2 separate regions of the Sus scrofa genome follow, and region 1 is linked to region 2. The links are chromatin contacts, called in public HiChIP or PLAC-seq maps. All regions are on one chromosome and are shown on one strand. Each heading gives the region's core, a stretch centred on a gene start, on an enhancer-like site or on the middle of the called end of the contact. The rest is flanking DNA. Distances are from core to core; before and after follow the strand shown.

Region 1 (2,700 bases), core at 80-2,579, 530 kb after region 2:
CACCCACACACTCACACATGTGCCTCCTCCCCTGGCACCCTGGAGTCCTGGCAGGAACTCAACACCCATTCCCAGCACCCTAAGGCACTCCCTGTCTCCTTCTCTCCTCTCTGCCTGGCCCTGACTTGATCTCACCCACCCACTTGTAGGCTGCTAGCTCATGCCAAATCCCATAGGCTGCCAGGAGGGCCAGGGGGACCGGGTCACAGCAACCACAGGCCCCTCTGCTGGGCTGAGCCTGCCCCTCAGCCACCAGCCAGCACCTCCAGCCTGGCCTCCTCAGGGTACTGCTTTCCAGAGCACAAACTTCCTGAGATCTCAGAGGTGGTTGCTGGAGGACCACGTCTCCCTGGCCCACTCTCCGGGTCGCGGGCCCCTCCCTCAAGCCTCAGAGCTCCGAGGGTTAACAAGCAGCTGCAGCCAGGGTGGGCAAGGCTTGAACTTTTCTCCATGCTCGGCACTCGCCTGCCCCGGAACACAGCAGAAGCGGCAGTCTGGGCTCTGAAGCAGAGCTCTAGCGAGCTAGACAAAGGAGGCGCAGGGGGCTGGGGTCTGTGCCCCGCCGGGGGTGAGGGGCTCACACTCAGGCCCTTACCGGCCCGAGATCAAGGAGGGAATGGACCCCAATGCGGGCGAGACGGGCGGCTTTGAGCGACAGCGGCAGCCGGGCTGCGGCGCTCTGCTTGCTCGGCTGGCCGGAGGCGCCTTCCAGCGCGCCGCTGGGCTGGGCGAGGGGGCCCGGGTGCCCCGGGAAGTCGGCGATGCCAGGCCAGCCTCTCCAGCCCAGCAGCCCGCAATCCGGACCGCAGCTGCGCTCCCCCTGCTAGGCACTGGGTTGGAGGAAACCATGACTCCTCGGAGTCACCTCCAACTGAGTCTTTCTCCAGTGCATGAGCCTCTGGAGGAGGAGGTGAATCAAAGTTACCCCACTTGATGCAGGCGAGAATGTCGCCTCTGCCTGCGAAAAAAAGGACTCCGAGCTCTCTCCTCCTCCCCCCGAACGTACGTATACAGTACACACACACACACACACACACACACACACACAGACACACACACAGGAAAGCCGGGTGGGAAACCAGCACACCGCAACACCCCACCACCACTACCACCCCCTCCGCCAGGATGTCAGGGGCTGAGAATGACCTCTCTTCTGAGCCCGAGCTGTCTTTGCCGCCGCGCCTGGAGTCCCCCGACCCCCGAAAGCCCTCTTGCCCAGCCGGCACCAGGCGATCGGAATGCAGAAACGGGGCGCGGGGCGCGCCCAGCAGCCCCTCTTCCCTACCTGGGACAGGAGAACGCACAGGACGAGCGGAGTTCTCGGCTGCATTTTGCCCGACTAGAAGCGCCCGGCGGCGTTTTCATTCATGCACGCGGCTGCACTGAGCATATTTTCCGTGGGAGCCAGGCTTTGAGGAGAGGCTCTGCCTCGCCAGCCAGCCAACTTCCCAAATAGATCAGCGGCAGCATCACGAAAGCATTGGGTAGAGGCTGATGACCAGGACCAATGGCTTTACAAGACGGATTCCTTCATAAAGCTCCCTCATTTTGCATGGCAGATACGGGCGAGCACCTCGCAGAGAGCGAGCCCCTCCGAGGAGGAAGCCAGTTTGGTTTTTTGGACTGTTGGGGCCCAGCCCCACAAATCACTCTGGGCAAAGCCGGCCGATGCCACTTTTCCAAAGAACGGAATTGCATGGGGGACTGGTGGCCACTTCCAGCACAGTGCAAAAGATTCTCTTTATTAAAATGTTAATAAGATCCACTTTATTTCCAATAAATCAAATAAAATGACCCTAGCAGTTCCAGCCCATTCTATGCCTGGAAAGACTTGGCAGTGATTTTTTCTTTTCTTTTTCTTTCTTTCTTTTCTTTTTTTTCTTTTTCTTTTTTTTTCTTTTCCACTGTGGCTCAAATCATGATGGTGTTTGGTGTTTCCCTGCCATCTCACAAATCACGAAGACAACAGATCAATTCTAGCTTGCAGAAAAAAAGTCCATCACGGAGCAATAGATTTTATTAACTGCCCAGGTGAGAATCTAACTGGCTGCCTACTCTACAAATGTGCATCTGGCACCAAAGTTGAGGCCATGATTTGAGGAAACTATTTTTTTCTGTCTGTATTTTAGAGGCTTCTAGCTACCTTCAGGGACTGGGAACAGTAGTAGCCACTGCTCAAGGGATTTTGTAAGTGGGGAGCTATGGGAGTGAGGGTAAGTGGGAGTTTAAGAACATGCAGTAAAGATCTTAGTTGATCATTTCCATGTATCCTCCTTTGAAAAAAAGATTTCAGGTGTTTTGTAATAAAGGCCAATTTTCAGTAGAATTTATACAATCAAAATAAAAAATCTGGGCAAGGAGGAAAAATTCAGAAAACTGAAATGTTAAACCCAAACTCTAATATATTTGCTCTTATCTGGATCTGAGCTTCCTGGTGGCCAAAGCAATAAGATAAACAGGTAAATTACATAGTCTTGTAGAAATTAGTACACAAATATCTTCAGACATAATTTCCCCATTTCTAAATATTGGAATAAATGATGTGACATCCAATAGAGCAAGACACTGACCATGCTGAGATTCAGTGGATTGGGGTATACTCGCAGCATCTGGCATAGGGCCTGGAACATGGAGACAATCATCAGTGTGTATTAAATAGGTGTCTAGACTTAATCAAGAAGTAGCAAAGGGCAGGAAGGG
Region 2 (2,700 bases), core at 101-2,600:
TTATGTTATTTTTAACTCCCAGGAAACAGACTTTTTTTCTGCAAGCAAGATCAAAGAGGCAACGCAAAACCTTTGACACTTCTCTACTGGGCAGGCATTCATCAAGATTCGAGGTCTTTGTATGAATCCAAATGTCAGCAGTGGCACTTGCCCCACTGCTTGTACCAGGTACACGGTGTTGAGGATGCACTTTACACACGTTAAAAAAAAAAACTCAGACAACAATGCGGGGGTGGGAGGAGGGAACACTATTATCTGCACTTAATGAATGAAATCACTGAGACTCAGAGAGATGAAGCAAGCTTGCCATGGTCACAGTTGTTAAAGAGATGAAGATGGCATTCAGAATCCACCTTCCGTCTCTCTAGAGACACTGCTACCCAACACTTTCATTTCTGAATTTACGTTAAGGTAATTCCCTATAGGTAGTCAGCCTTGATTTGACATTTGAAGAATACATTCAAAAGGCAAAGCTACAGGAAGGCACTTCCAGGTAGATGGAACAGCACAGACAGGCAGCAGGCAGGTGAGAGAGACAAGGAAATTCCAGAATGGCTGGAGTAGAGATGAGGTTAAGAGGTAATTAGATGTCACATTTTATTTTGTTTTTATGTCATTTGAAAGTGTCCAACTAATGAAAAAAATTATTATTTGCATAGGTTAGTTCTAGAGTTTAACCAAGTATTCACGTATATTTAAGAACACTTTCTCATTGATACCTGCAAACATTCATTTGATTATAACAATAAAAAAGTCACAAACACAACAGACATTCAGAAACACAGATGAAAGAAAGCTGATACTGATCTGGCTGCAATCAGTTTATAAGTAAACAGGCACCTATTGGAATACAGTCAACTGGGCCTGGAGGATTAGGTAGCCAGGATAAAAATACCTTCTAGTGGAATTAGAAAGTGGGTGGGGGTAGGGGTGGGGGAGGAGCATTTCTGAGGCCACCATGCCTGCAATTCTGATGCAGGCCACCAAGTGGCAGTGGCGCCTAAGGCAGCATGATCTTCCTGCCAAGATTTCCTCTGCCAGGACCAGTGAGTGGAAAAAGATCATGACACAATTCCATATGGCAGTATAGTTTTCCCTGATTTAAAATATTCTTTATTAAAATACACTGAGAATTTTGATGAAACACCAATTACCTCTGTTTGCATTTTTTAAATTAGGAGAAAATACCATCTTGAAGCAAGACTAAAAATAAGATATGTGACACCTTCTGATGAAAAGAATTTTTAGTCACTGCTTGACTTGATTTAATCCAACTGACATTATCCCCACAGCTTGGAAGCTCCACGAGGTCAACAGTCTCAGCATGTCAGACTCGCCCCTGGATCCCAGTGCCTGGCAAAGTGCCTGGTGTACAGCAGGGACCGAGGCCAATATCTGTTTAACGAGGAGTTCCACTGTCTAGACAAACATGTGTCCCAATCCTAGCTTGGCCAGCGATCCACCCTGTGACCTTGAACACGATTCTTCGCCTCTCCAGCTCTCGATTTCCTCATCGATAATAAAAGGATAATGACATTTATTTCCCAGAGCTGTTGAGAATGTGATGAGATCCTGTGTGCCAAGGAGACTTCCTGGCAGGCGGAAGGGGCTCAGTAAATCAGAGCTGATGGTTACAGTACCAAGGTAAGAGTAATAATCACAACAGCATCAGGACGTTGTTGGTAATGGCCAAGCCTGACACCTCTAGGCAGCAAAAAACATCTTAGCCATAATATTAAAAAACCCCTTTCTGGAGTTCCCATTGTGGTGCAGCGGAAATGAACCTGACTAGGAACCATGAGGTTGCGGGTTCAATCCCTGGCCTTGTTCAGGGGGTTAAGGATCTGGCGTTGCCGCAGATGTGGCTCAGATCCCGAATTGTTGTAGGTGTGCAGCAGCTGTAGCTCTGATTCAACCCCTAGCCTGGGAACCTCCATAAGCCAAGGGTGTGGCCCTAAAAAAGCAAAAGCAAAAAAAAGAAAAAAACCACAAAAAACAAAACAAAACAAAAAATCCCTAAGGGAATATATTTTCTTTTAAAAAATAAACCTCACAAATGTCTCTGGTTTGAAGAGAGAACTGCTCTTGGAAAAAGATTACTGTTGATAGAGTCAGAGTCAAGGTCCAAAGCAGGTGATTAAATAGCTCATCCCACTAGGCAAATGTAATAAGGGAAAAAAGTATGGGAGACCCCTTTAAGTTAATGACCACTCAGGAAAGCAGGCTTACCAACAACAAAACCAAGCAGGCTTGCTTCGCAACAAAAGCATGCAAGAGAAGCCTGAGACATGCCCCCAAACAATAAAACAATGGTAACAGGAGACCCATGTAGCTTCCTAGGACACACTTCTCTGTGCACACTAGCTACAAAAAAATACAGGAAAAGGTGACATTGTACTGAAACCTGACATGATTCGCCGTATTTGAAGACACGTTGGTGCCTTTTTGCTTATTTCCACTGCATCGTGACAGTCCCAGTCTGACCAGGTGGGGACCAGAAAGATCCCCCAACCAACACGGAGGAGGAGCTGATGATGGAAATGTGACCTCTACTCCAGAGCCAGGGCGAAGGTGATCTTCTCCCCCTCCTCGCTTTGGCTTTGTTTGTAAAACCGTAACCCACGGAGTCCTCGGGCCTCGGCACTCTCTTGCCCACCTGCCTGCATCTCTCACAGGCATCCTATGTGAATAAACCCCTCA

Evidence for each region. HiChIP or PLAC-seq counts read pairs in DNA pulled down with a chosen protein or histone mark.
Region 1: a contact with region 2 is called in an H3K27ac HiChIP or PLAC-seq map of skeletal muscle, with 10 times the contacts expected there. The contact joins the promoter of CDH13 here to the enhancer-like site in region 2. A contact is called at or near these places in 7 of 47 Hi-C or Micro-C datasets (embryonic fibroblasts, fetal heart ventricle, heart right ventricle and 2 more) and 1 of 2 datasets of contacts at active chromatin or transcription factors (skeletal muscle).

What each region holds. Positions count from the first base shown.
Region 1 is chr6:5,830,859-5,833,558 of Sscrofa11.1, forward strand. CDH13 (cadherin 13, H-cadherin (heart)) reads right to left here and starts at 1,330. Exons shown (of 14, transcript NM_001109945.1): 1 at 1,286-1,330. The coding sequence starts at 1,330.
Region 2 is chr6:5,297,526-5,300,225 of Sscrofa11.1, forward strand. All of the region lies in intron 4 of CDH13 (cadherin 13, H-cadherin (heart)), which reads right to left. Among named protein-coding and RNA genes, the nearest start is that of HSBP1, 500 kb to the left of the region's middle. Within about 2 kb of position 1,351, at least 4 of the 83 cell types and tissues checked have an H3K27ac peak or open chromatin away from gene starts, as enhancers often do. A contact at or near this core is called in skeletal muscle, where this site is marked.